2 separate regions of the Triticum aestivum genome follow, and region 2 is linked to region 1. The links are chromatin contacts, called in public Hi-C maps. All regions are on one chromosome and are shown on one strand. The core of a region is the stretch at or near the end of the contact, and the rest is flanking DNA. Distances in the headings are between cores, read along the strand shown. Region 1 holds the start of LOC123131761. Region 2 holds the start of LOC123131814 (rhomboid-like protein 14, mitochondrial).

Region 1 (6,864 bases), core at 1,307-3,806:
GGATCAGGAAAAGACAAAACCAAACAGATTTATTACCTTATCTTCTTGACTCGATATTACGAATAAAGCCTTTATTTGACAAGCGGGAAAGCCCCGGCCCCTGCATCACGATGATGCACACATCCCTATTATTATGAGTTGCTACCCCTAGATGATTATAGAGTATAACAGCACCCACACACCCCACTATTTCAGCTAGAATAAGCACGACCAGCACTCAACCATGACCAAACTAAGACTCCCATGGTCAGTCGGGCCAATTCATTTGCCCCGGCTCAAGGGAAAAAACCCTCTAGAGGATTATGATGTCTGTAGACAGTTTTGTCATGCATATACTCTGCCTCTTGACCATCTAACCACCCATTACTTATACGCAGATTGCTTGGTCTGATGAATTGAATCTTATCAAGTTTCTGGAGGTTGCTTCATTCGCTATTTAGCAAAAAAATCCTAGCATTTGTTATTTGAAATCTATTCTAAGACGATAATCATCCCAATTGGAGGCATTCATGCAGTTCGTAATTTTGATTCAAACATCTTTTTAATCTCTCACCGTTTTGAGTTTTCTGATTTTGCAGGAAGAGATAGTGGATGAAACCGATGAATATGTTGATGTTCATAAAAGGTATTGTCTCATCTTTAAAGGAACTGCTTGCTACAAGCTGCATTCTTCAACTTCTGCTGAGTATATTATATGCACAAAAATGAATTATATTCCTTACAGGATCCGGGTAGCTGCTGCTGCTGCCGCGTCATCAGTTGCAAGGGCTCCATCAGTTAGAAGATTAACTGCTCAAAAGGCTTCCGTAAGTGCCATTTTTTACTTACCATGTGCGGAAGTGTTGGTGGGAGTCCTCTCCTCCCTTCTCCATCTACTCTCATTTATATATGAGTACATGTGCCTTTGAACAAATCCTGATACTAGTACATGGTAAAATATTATTACGTGTAGGAAACTGGTTGAAATATGATTATATGTGCACTTCAACAACAGAAGTACTAAAACGGTATACTTATGAAACAAGAGATGACTATAATCTTGGTCTTCTTGTTCAGTTTTTGATCATCTTTTTTTGTACAATATGCACCATCCCCATTCTAAATGGCCTCAGAATTGGTCAAGGGGCTAAAGCAGACAGTTTTGGTTTTTAAGGTCTGTTTCAGACGGTTGATAAGTTTAGGACCAAAGGTGGAGTTGAGGCGAAGTTCAATGCCCAAAGTGGATCCTTTGTGTTTTCGTTGTTTTCACTTTCGAGTTCAGTTTTCTATAGGCTTCTAGCTAGCATCTGAGTTGTGGCGATTCTTTAGGAGTCTACCTCTACAAAATGCTGCATCTTCCAAAAGCAAATTATAGCATACAAAGTTAAATTTAATATAAATTTCTGTTGGCAATGTTAATCTTCTTCAATTCTTTACCCATATGCTCGTTGGGCATTCTTTTCCTGGTTACACTGAATGTTTGGTGAAAGTTATTTCGTAAGCCTTTGTGATATATGAACTGTTAAGTTGGAGTTGCCAAAATCTGTAGAAGTCAGTCTTACTCGAACTTATATTGTTGCGCATAAAACACATTCTTTGCTAAATAGACTGCAATTTAGTCTTATCTTTATAAAAAATAATATAACCTTTAGTCTTGCTTCTATGATAATTGCTATATTTTTTTTTTGAACCTTCAAAGACAGTAGGAAAGGTTCCTACTGACATTTAACTCATGAATCACAGTTCACAGTTACATGATGGTGTCTCACCCTATTCCTTCTCTCTATAATTGCTATTCCGATGATCCATCTTCTGCGAAGGCCAAAAGATGTTAAATTAGCTTTCATTGCAGGGAGCACAGAGCCGGCAAGGGCAGGCTGGACAGCCTGCTGGAATTTTGAAAAAGCCTGCTACTGAAGGTGATTCAAACCCATCAAAGCAGGTGAACCTTGTCGAACCTCTGCTGGAAAATAGGAGGTAATTGTAGATGTATCGCATAAATAGAGCGACGGGGCGCATGGAAGCATGTTGTGATGTTGCTATATCCAGTGAGAGTAAATACGAGTTTGCTCGCTGTAAATTTCAACAGTAGCAATTTGAACCTTGTCATGAATGTCACTATGTCAGCGTTGAGTTTCATCACTGGGACGGTAGCAACTACTGACATTTGGGAATCGTAGACTTGGAACTAGTGCAAATGATAAATTAGATGGTCCCGCAGACTTTCTGAATGTCGAGCACGTGGAATATTATAAGGTGGAATGCCTACACGCTGTGCCTGACTTCAAATTGACTATTGGTGTAGTCAACAAAATCCCGGCTCATGTACGAGCATTTTACAACATTTTGTTAGCATCAGTTTTTTTTTAAATGGAGTTTGTTCCGTAAATCTTAAGATGATATGCCGGCTTAGTGTCTTGGAGGTGCTCATAGTGTGTGTGTGTGTGCGCGCGTTCATATGGGTGAATGTATGCGCATATTTATAAGCGTTTGCATCTGTATTGTGTTAAAGAAAATGTGGGGTTGAGACGTTGTACTGGAGAAAATATTGCGTGCGATTTTCATGCTTGCTGGAAAATACGAGCGGTCCGAGTGGAAGTGAAGTCCAGACCGACATGGCCTTGCGTATGCCAAGGCTTCCACCACCCCTTTCCGGATAAAACAACGTTTGTCTTCCTACGCTGCATAGGTTACGTGTGCTCTACTCTTCCTATATCTCGATCCTTCCTTCCACTCTGGTCTTTCTAAGAAAAGAATGAACTTGGCTGCCAAGATACCTGCAACTAAAGCGCGTCGGGTTTCCGATCCGACTCGGTTCCGGGCCTCGCCTTACATATACGCTACCATAATCCACGAAACGGGAGCCGAGCAATCGAGCACAAGGATGCGCTGACGAACCCGGCCGGTCGACCCCCAAACCAGCGGCGCCCCCGACGCGCGCGCCTCTGTGCGGAGCAGAGATGACGATGTCTGGGCGGTACGTGGCGGCCACGGGCGCCCTCATGGCGTGCGGCCACTGCGGCGGCCTCCGCCGCGTCAGGATGGAGGGCGAGTTCGTCTCCTGCGACTCGTGCGGCAAGGTCCTGCAGCAGCGGGGCCGGAAGCAGCGCGCCTTGGAGGTGGAGGCTCGGCGGCGGCGGCGCTGGTTGGGGGCCAGGAAGAGACGGGACGGCCGCGCGGCGGCCGGTGGCGGAGGCATGGTCGTCGGACGGGAGGCATCTGATGCCGAGTCCGACACTGGTTGTGTTTGTTTCGTGGAATCGTCGTCGTAGTGATTGCGTCGTCCTCAACTGATGTTTTAGAGCAGTTCGTGGATTCTGGGGTAGCCAACCTCACTGAACAAGATATCGACGATAAAGCTGGGAAAGTTGCAATTTAGCCTGTTTGTAATATCCTGGCTGAGTTTAATCTTTGGAGGACAGCCAGACAGGTGGGAGTAGATTAGCGTGTGAGTTTTGGTGGGTGCACTGCTGACCTAATCTTTCACTTGTTATAGGCGGGGGCCTCTTGTAAACATCTTTGCTTTTTTTTTTTGACAAAAATGATATCTTTGTTATCTATGGTTATTAGGGCATCTTCAACGGCAACCCGCAAATTTTCTTCCACAGCCGTCCGCGAACTTATTTACACAATCAAACTTATGGGTTATACCTGACTCCTTACCTTCGCCAAGTTCCCAATCTTCAGAGTTGCATTTAATTATTTCAAATAAATCTCATTTGAATTGAATAGTCTTCATCATAAAAGAATGAGTACAAGAAATATTGAGTATAGAACGATCATTAGGCTAGTCATAGTGAGGAGTAACTTAGACTAGTAAGATACATATGTTACTAGTCCATGTTACCACCTTCATAGTGGTAAGTGTTATAGGTGTAGTAACATGCATATCTTCATTTATTGCTTTGTAGACTCATTTTGTATTGGAAACCGCTATGTGATGGTAACATATTATGTTACTCTATTTGTCTCTCTCCTCTTTAATTACATGACACGTCATCTTTTTTGCTTATGTGGCATCTATGTTACTACTTATGTTACTCCCACTATGACTAGCCTTATGAGAAAGCCAAGCATAAATTTTTTGAATAATAATTTCTCTTGAGAGCTCATGATTGGGGCATGAATATAACATTGACTTAAGTCTCCCCCAAACTTGAGCGATACTTTCTCCTTCACGAGGCCAAAAATTATATATATAATTTCGATCACGATGAGCCAGATGCATAGGATAAAACTTCTGATGAAATTCCAGTTTCAATCGGTTGTAGTTCCATGATCCAATATCATCACACAGCCTATACCATGTCAATGACTTTCCCTTCAAAGATAAAGGGAAGATTTTCTTCTTGACAACATCCTCGGGCATACCTGCAAGCTTAAATAATCCACAAACTTCATCCACATAGATTAGGTGCATATCGGGATGTGATGTTCCATCTCCTGTATAGGGATTAGCTAGCAGTTTCTCTATCATACCCGAAGGAATTTCAAAAGTAAATATTTTCAGTAAGTTCAGTAGGTTGAGGAGCAACTCTTTGCACTTCTTGTCGGGGTGAAGATACCCTGAACAAGCCCCTCAAAGGATTATTTTCCATAGTAACAAGTGATAGTAAATTTTAGCACACTATATAAAGGTTTCCTTACCAAATTCCACTTACCAAAGGCGCTTCACTCCCCGGCAACAGCGTCAGAAAAGAGTCTTGATGACCCACAAGTATAGGGGATCTATCGTAGTCCTTTCGGTAAGTAAGAGTGTCGAACCCAACGAGGAGCAGAAGGAAATGACAAGCGGTTTTCAGTAAGGTATTCTCTGCAAGCACTGAAATTATCGGTAACAGATAGTTTTGTGATAAGGTAATTCATAACGGGTAACAAGTAACAAAAGTAACTAATGTAGCGACCACGATCCCAATGGACCGAAGTCTTTGTGCTTAAGTGTCATCCCTGGACGGTATGCTGACACACACAGTACTCGAGAAATTATAACAGAGTTCAATCACACACTTATTACATCGAGGTCCTCAAAAGAGTATATATTACACAAAATAGAATGGTTGAAGGCCATCTAAACTAAATAACTGTGGAAGATTCGAAGGTAAATGAGTCCATCAACTCCAACGACATAGTTGAGTGCACGACAACGACCTATCGCACCTTGTTCGTCGTCTGAGAAGTCTGCAACATGAGACGTTGCAGCCATGTAGGTCAACACATTGAATATGCTGGCAGAGTTACACTGTAAAGCAATGAATGCAAGAAACTATATCTACGTGCTTGGCTGGTGGAGGCTCTAGGGTTAATGTTTTGCATAAAGCTAATTTTTTCCTACAACAAAGGAATAAGTTTTATTCACTACAAGTTATACCAATATTTGAGAAGGTTCCTCCAACTCAAATCCCATCATTAAACAAGTATCATCGTTAAACCCAATTCATTAATTAAAGAGTGATGAGATCAACAATAATATCCACTTCTAGATACTCAAGATGTCCATAATTGGGGACACGGCTAACCATGATTAGTTTATACACTCTGCAGAGGTTGCACACTTTTCCCCACAAGACTCGACCGCATCCATGGTTGGAAAATCGAGACATAGTCTTTCTGAAGCATTAACTCTCTACTCTGGGTAGACCGGTACACCTACTTTCCCCTACATCTGCTAGTCCACCTCTTCAAGAGCTCATACAACTTACTCAACTATGCCAGAGCCCATAATGGCTTGTGGCTGCACACAAAAGTTTCTAGGCATGAAATAACATATGATCCCTTTGAGCCTGGGTGGCGAACCAAGGAAGAATCACACGGGTACTCCGGGATTTCCCAAACGGGATAGCACTGGATTCTCCAGGTGCCCCAACCAATCCACCCAGATGTGTATTAAAGTTGCCACCTTAATATTATCCAAAATTATTAGCCCTCACAACTTCCATGTGTATCACGATCCAATCCCCGTCTACCAGCACAACTAAGCAATAAATGAGCATAACGTATATTCCCAGGGTGATCAAAGGTAATAGGTTCCTACCTCAAGTACTACAACCAAACCACATGTTCCCAATCCTACTCATGCAAATATTTGGGGGGCAAAACTAATGCATAGTAAAAACTGGGTATAAAAGAGTATGATCAAAGTGTAACTTGCCTTGCTGACGATCGAAAAACTCTAGAGATTTGTAGTAACAAGCTTCGCACTCCAAAAAATCTAGAAAAACAACAACATACATAAGCAATCAATCAAACGAAACAAAAAGAAATCGACAAAAAATCCAAATAAAACTCGAAACAAGCAAAAGCTAAACTAAACAGAAAACAAACTCTAACAACATTATTTTCATGTGGATTTGATCTTAATAGTAGGTATATGTGATTAGCTACAATTTATAAAAAGAATCAACTCAAACGGAGCTACGACACTCAAGATACAAACGAAACAAGATCGAATACTAAACTGAACTAAACTCAAATTTTAAATTGTCAAAATCATGTTCAAGTTGGTTTACTAGAAAGAGGGGATCGATACGAAGATTTAGGCGTTGGTTTCATCTAATTTGGATAAACGAGCTAAAAGTTACGCTAGTTTGAAGATCAGGGGCCAAATCGTGATAAAAATATACGCGGATAGGTCCATGGGCGAAAATAAACAGAAAAAGAAAATTCTATCGGACGAACATCCGCTAACAGAGACTAATGAATGAATTAGTTCGTTAACAGATTCTAACGGCTGAACGTTCGCTATTTACTGGTCTAATAAAATAAAACCGATCTAACCTAACTAATCGAATCTAAATAAATCGAAAATAAACCGACGAAGAACCGATCAGTTTTTTACCGGTTATCGCGGTTTCGGCCGGCGGCGGCTCCGGCTCGGCTCGGCGGGGC
Region 2 (6,864 bases), core at 1,966-4,465, 970 kb after region 1:
AACCTTTGCAGCCTCCTACGGCGGATCTCATCAACCGAGAGGTCACTGCTTCCCCCATCCTGGAGATGTTGTCTGTTGGGAAAAACACGGTCCTCGCGCATGCTGTTGCACATCTCACAGATGTCTACCGAAGGTGAGTTGTCATAAGTGCAGGCCGAGCATCTCCACATGCCTCTGCCGCTCTCTCTTGCTGCACGGCGCCCAACTCTGCCCCCCTGACGACGACCCGGCCTCAGGAGCCTCTGAGCGAATTTCACCGGCCAACTCACAACATTTGAAATGCCCGAGATAAGAAGAGCAAGCGGGTCAGGTCCGGAGTATGATCGCTTTATCCAAAGATAGGCTAGACCAGCAAGAATCCCGCTAAGATGGCCAATGAAGGACGTCCCGGGGATGAAGGCCTGTATGAGGAGCAGTTCAGCCCACGCTGCATACTTTGCTGGAATGACCATCCCATGCAGGAAGACATAGTCATCTGACCAGGCATTCAGCACAATCTTCATACCAAACAGCACCCCGGAGAATCCAACAGCATATTGATCGTAATACGCAGTCTCATTGCCGAGAAGGAGTAGACCTTTGGACAAGAGCAATGTGAAGCCCTGAGACAGGCCAAGCAAGGCAGTGACCATAGAAGCAAACTCAACACTGCCCATTGATGTTTCAAGCTGTATGCCCTTCCACAAGAGAGACGTCATGTTGTAGAAGAAGTGGGTTTCACTCAGGTGGTAGAAAGCTGACAGGAAGAAGCGCGTCAGGTCGCCGTACTGCAACATGTTCACAACTGTTAAACTCAAGATGAGAGACACTGAAAAAATGAATCTAAAATACACTGATTACTCTGCACTACAACATTTTAGAGCACATGATGTGCACTCTGCTAGAAATTTCTGAAAGCAATAATCCTTGCGAAAAGGCCAACTAATCATTCTGAATCTGGCAAAGCTTTAATTTACTAGATATAGGGGTGTAAGGGGCACCATCAGGCCATAAACTCACGCATACATGTCACCTAGGTCCATGAATAATACCCTACGGAAAGGGCAATAAATCATTGTGAAACCATCAGAGCCTGCATTTACTGGATAAATAGAGTTGAAAAGGGCACAATAAGAGCAACTCTAGCAGGGCCTTCGAAATGATTTTAGAGTGCACTGTAAAAAATTTAAAGGCTCAAGAGCAAGTTTGCAGACTCAGAAACCCTAAAACACAACCTTTATATATTTCTTGGGCCCATTTTTCAGTCGGGCTGACCCTTTCTCGTTTCTTTCCTCCCCTCCACCGTCGCTCACTCCGCATAGTTTTCCACAAAATTCACCTTGGCTCACCAGAAGAGGGTGCACCGCCGGCTCACCAGCGGCGTCGGCATGCACGCAAGGGCTTAGGCAGGACATGAAACTTTTGTCCCCCCCAAAAAACACTAGGATGCGGCGCATTGTAACTCACAGCAAGTAAATATGACAACGTGGCACATGGACCAAATTTGACTCATATGATTGCTAACTACATCAATCATATGGTAGTGGAAAATGTCCAATGACATGTAAAAAAAATCTTCGCCCTACGAAATCATATAAATTCTTAGTTAACTAATATTGTGATCATAATCACTCACACATCAGAGATAGTTCATATGCTAATCTATAACTATATGGACCCAAGTTACAAGTCTGCTCCAGCTCATGGAATATGGTCGTATGTGGCACTAAATGTCCAACGGCTGTGAATATTGTCTTGAAATAAGAGAAGGTAGTATTACTTTTCTACTGATTTAAAATGCTGATCACATCCATTTCTACATTTTAGGGGCTAATGACTATTAGAAGAAAGAAAGCAAAACAACCCAAAAGTAGAAAACAGAGGCAAGCAGAGCAGACTACAGAGCAGGAGGACTAGAACGCAGACTTATAACTTACCGACCAAGGTGAGACATCAGCTCAGTTGCACTTTAGGAATATTTGATCTGGATATATCATAGGATATCATAGTTAAGACGGTGCGCCAGGTGACACCCTTTCCCCTCGGCCTTGATGCAAAATTATCCTGTCTCAGCTAGCCTGGTCGGTGATTAGGAACGGGTGACACCCAACTAGTGTTTAGTGCATTTGTAAACACCTTAAGGTTCAGATACTCTTAAGGGTGGCATAGAATAAAATGCACCCAGGGTTCTTCATCTTGTCAGCATCTTCCAGTTACACTCGGCTACTGGAGAACAGCAGAATTAACCCTAGGCATTTTAAAGGGGTCCATTAGAGGTCCAATCCCTGTTAAGTTGCCATCAGCCCATCACTAATCGGCTGCAGAAGACATCGAGGTCACAAACTCCATCGTGTCAGGAAGGGTATTATTTTCTATAAATTCATGTTCTTAAGGTTGCTGCATAGGAGATTCTTTCCTTTTAACTAGTTTCAGTTGGAACGGTCTTTTTACCAGTGATTTTGTAAATTACGTCTAAAAGTGCAATTTAGTTCTTTCAATGCTTAGGGCTGCAGCTCTTCTTTATCTCATCTATTAGTAGCACCCAGTCCCCCACCCACACACTAGCCTGCCCTCTGTTCTTAGCTCCGCCACTCCATCCCCCTTTTTACAATACAAACCCTACACAAAATACTACCGGAAACCACCGCCAATAGCCCCGCATCCTGTTCGACACAGCACAATCAGTACTGGGAACATATCGCGCTCCTAAACTTCTCAATCCTGTAGCCCTAGTCTAGAACAGAGAACAAATGTTGGTTTTCCATGTGCGATACGATTTCTTCTACCAGCGCAACATGACTCGGCCATAATCCACAGTGTGCGTACCTGGATGATGAGATGCGGGTTGAAGGCGACGCGGGAGAGCGGCGGGAGGAACGCGTCGAGGGCGCCCGGGCGGAGGTACACAAGCGCGTTGGCGGCGATGAGCGCCGCCGTCACGGGCGGGCGACTGGCGCCGGCGCGGCCGTACTCGAGAATCACCTGCAGGGCCAGAAGCGGCAGCATCCCGCTGGACGGGCCGCTGCCCCAGCCGCCGCCGGCGCCCCGCCGCCGGCCACCGCTCATGCCCGCCCCCATCCCCTAGAACTGGGGGACCACCAACCGAACACTGACTGGCACCGAGGAGGCAGGGCGCACGCAACTCGCTGCCCCCAATTCCTTTCCTGTTTTTTCTTCTCTCTCGCGCTCGAAATCTCTAGTTTCCTTTTGTTTCTGAAGATGTGTTTCTTTCTTCGGTCGCAAGTATGCCGCGAAACTTCCAGATAACTCCCGAGCAATGTTTCGCCTCGTCTTGTCAATCATTTTGCGAATAGTTTTGTTGCCCTATTTAATAGGTTAATTCATAAACTATAGTAAGGTTTCGATTGATGCTTTAACGGTTTAGTTAATTTCCATCATATTTTACGGTTTAGCAAAATTTAGTTAATTTCGATCATATTGTACAGGGAAACGTTCGCAGCCGGTCGACCGGCTGCGTGTTACGCCGGTCCCTCGCCCACATGGCCTGCGTACGCAGCGTCGTCCCCACACCCCTCGCACCTTTCTCTCCCACGCGTCACTAGTGGGCCCCACAAACCGCTTTCGTATCTCCTTTATCTCTTTCTTCCCGTCAACGCCACACATCTTCTTTTCCTCCAAATCACAAACCAAACACAGATCAGGCTGCTCCGGCGAGCGACCACCTCCACCACCTCCCGCGCTGCTCGACGAGCACAACCCCATCCCTTGCCCCATGCTGCTCCGACGAGCGTAAGGCTCTCACTTGCCCCGCTCTATTCTAGCGAGCAGCCGCCTCCACCTGCTCTGCGCTGCTCCGGCGTGCGCCGTCCTCCATCGGGTGATGGGCCGGTAGTTACGTCTTGCATGAGCAAACGAGATGCTGGAATCGGCCTCGGCGGGTGCTGCAATTGGCAATTTTTTGTTACAACCGCCTTTTGTTTTTGCTGGGAGCAGCAACATTTTTTGCTAGGATCCACATTTTTGGAAGTGCTTTTTTGCTACAACCATGCCAAATTTTTGCTACCATCGTTTTTTTTGCTACCATCGTTTTTTTTGCTACCACCGTCCTTTTTTTGATTTTTGGCACCCATCTTTGGTTTTTTTGCTGGATCCATCTTTCTACTAGAACCACTCTATTTTTTTGTTATGAGAGTCTTTGATTTGTGCTACCACCGTCTCCGTTTTTGCTACTACCCCGTCTTTCGACTTTTTTTGCCGGATGCATCTTTTTTACCTCTGAACCACTCCAAATTTGCTACCACTGTCTTTATTTTTTGCTACCACTGTCTCTGTTTTTTGCTACCAGTGTAGTTGAGTTTTGCTACCATCCCTTTTTTTGTTTTTTTTTCTGCTGGATACATTTTTTGCTCGAACCAGCAGTTTTTTTTGTTGGAACTGGTGTTTTTGTTAGCTACTACCCCATCTACAAACGGCGACAACGATGAACTTTCACTGAAAGGATGCAACTGGAGGCCGATTTTGCTAGAACCGACATCATAATTTTGCTGCATCGGTGTTATTTTTTGCGACAACCGGTTAATTGTTTTGCTACATGGCGACGGCTCGGTGCAGCGATGGTGTCCTGCCAGATCCAGCAAGGACCAGTGCTGCGGGGACGGCGAGCCGACGGTGCTTCGAATCAGCGGCACGCGCGGCCATGGCGGGCTGCGCGAGCGGGCCGGGTGCGCCGGAGATTTCTATTTTTTTGTTCTGGCATGATGTGCGAGACGAGGAAGGAAAAAAAGGCCCAGATCCAACGGCAGATGAAACTGCAATCGTACGGGTGCGCGCTGACCGGCCGAAATTCGGCCGGCGCACCGGCGCCTAGTAGTGGCCTATTGTACATCTGTCGGGTTTGCGAAACTGCACCGCCCATCACTGGACTCATGGCTTCAGTGGTGTTCTGTAAGTGCTCCACTGTTCCATTCTTGCTAACTGAAATTGGGGATTAGGGTTAGGGTTTACTGCCTGCATGTTTAGCACTCTAATTGCTAGTCCTAACTAGAGCAGAGAATTATAGTGGATTACATGAGTCCTAACTAGAGCAGAGCAGCATTATGTGTTACCTAACTAGAGCAGAGGAGAGCAACATTAGTGGATTACATTGTTATTTCTTAGTCCAAATTGTCAGAGCAGCATTAGGTGTTACCTAACTAGAGCAGAGCAGAGCAGAGAAGCATAGTGGATTAAATGAGTCCTAACTAGAGCAGAGCACCATTAGTGGACAATTATGTTAACTACTTATCTGAAAATACAAAACATCAGTTTGCTGTGAGTTAACTACCCATTCTGTAATTAGGGTTGCATTGAGATAGTTGTTTACATTGTTTGATTTTGTAGCAATTGTTTAGTTTATTCATATTGTAAGGGTAAATAAAAGCTTTGTTTATATGTTAACTTAAACAAAGCTTTGTTTATATGTTAACTTGTTTATATGTTAACTTAAACAAAGCTTTGTTTATATGTTAATTTGTTTATATGTTAACTTAAACAAAGCTTTGTTTATATGTTAACTTAAACAAAGCTTTGTTTATATGTTAGCCTATCTGTTAAGTAAAATTGTTTATTGTTAACCATTTTTGTCTTTTATTTCATTTTGCAGTTTGTATGATGACATTTTGGATGTTAGGTTCCATTTTGATGCTTCAGAAATGTTTGAGCTGAAGCTCTGCAGTTCACATGTAACATATCTGAATATGATTGCAGTGATGGAAACCCAAGGATTTAGTGAATATGATCTGCTGTTTCACATTGAGAATTCAGATTTAGGGGAGAAAGGATTGGAGATGGTAGAGAGTAAGGCTGAGTTGCAATTAGTAAAGAGGCGGGGTTGAGGAGTGTAAGGTTATAAATTTGCTAGTGAGGGCATGTCCACCTCCTTGCAGCCAGTTTGAGAGGCAAGAACTATCCACTCTTGTGTATGAAGAACCTGTGTTATATGATCTCAGTGAGCCACCCATCTATGTTGTTGATCAAGAAGGAGTTGCCTTTGAAAGTCAGAGTAGCAGCTACAGTGTAGCTCATGGTACTGGTGTTTGCACACAAGAGAGCAAGAATGTAAAAGGAAAACTGAAAGCTGTTTTGGAAATAGAAGAAGAAGAAGGATATGATGGCAGTGGTGGTTTTGATTGTGAAGGTGAAGATGACAGTGATGTAAACCCTTTTTATATGGGTGATGCTGATGACACAGAGATGGATGAGGGAAAGAAACAGAGAGAGTATGATGAAATAGAAGAGGAAGAAACAGATGATGAAGAATCTGAGGAGGAAGAAGTGGTGCATTATGAGGGTGACACAGAGGTTGAGGAACCTTTTCAAATGGATGAAGACGACAAAGTTGTTTCACAGGATGAGGAAACTGTAATTGTACATGAAGAGAAGAAGAAGAAGAAGAAGAAACAGAAGCTTCCAGTTAGGAAAGGGCCTACAACAAGGACACATTCAAGTGTAGTACAAGAGGAGGAACCTGATTTCAAACCTTCATCTGATGAAGAAGTGAAAGGATTGTTGAAGGAGGCTGATGATGATGGTTTTGAGCCATTGTCATTTGTGCTGCCAAAGAAAAGGAAGAGCAGGGCAAAGCAGAGGCCTCCTAGAAAATGGTACAATGAGAAAATGGAGGCACCGCATGAGCAATTATGTCTAAAGATGTGTTTCAAGGATCAACATCAATTCAGAGAGGCTTTGTTGAACTTACACATCACTCAAGGCAGAAACTTCAAATATCATAGGAACTCAGATCAAAGGATAATTGTAGAATGGAACCAAAAACATTGCAACTTCTTTATGGTGGCAGCAGTTATAAAAGGTGAAACTACTTTTGTAATTAAGAAGATAAGAATTAAACACACTTGCCCTATTAGTACAGAGACAAAAATTCCGGAG

What was found. Hi-C and Micro-C count contacts between places; a contact is called where the count stands out from the background.
Region 2: a Hi-C map of leaf shows a contact between it and region 1, with 5 times the contacts expected there. The contact joins the promoter of LOC123131814 here to the promoter of LOC123131761 in region 1. A contact is called at or near these places in 2 of 5 Hi-C or Micro-C datasets (both in leaf).

What each region holds. Positions count from the first base shown.
Region 1 is chr1B:461,112,876-461,119,739 of IWGSC CS RefSeq v2.1, forward strand. LOC123131761 reads left to right here and starts at 2,557. Exons shown (of 1, transcript XM_044551441.1): 1 at 2,557-3,539. The coding sequence starts at 2,940. The coding sequence ends at 3,251. LOC123131746 (DUF21 domain-containing protein At4g14240) reads left to right here. Exons shown (of 12, transcript XM_044551423.1): 11 at 579-806; 12 at 1,832-2,210. The coding sequence ends at 1,960.
Region 2 is chr1B:462,084,033-462,090,896 of IWGSC CS RefSeq v2.1, forward strand. It overlaps LOC123131814 (rhomboid-like protein 14, mitochondrial), which reads right to left and starts at 3,216. Exons shown (of 2, transcript XM_044551500.1): 1 at 2,806-3,216; 2 at 1-767. The coding sequence starts at 3,057.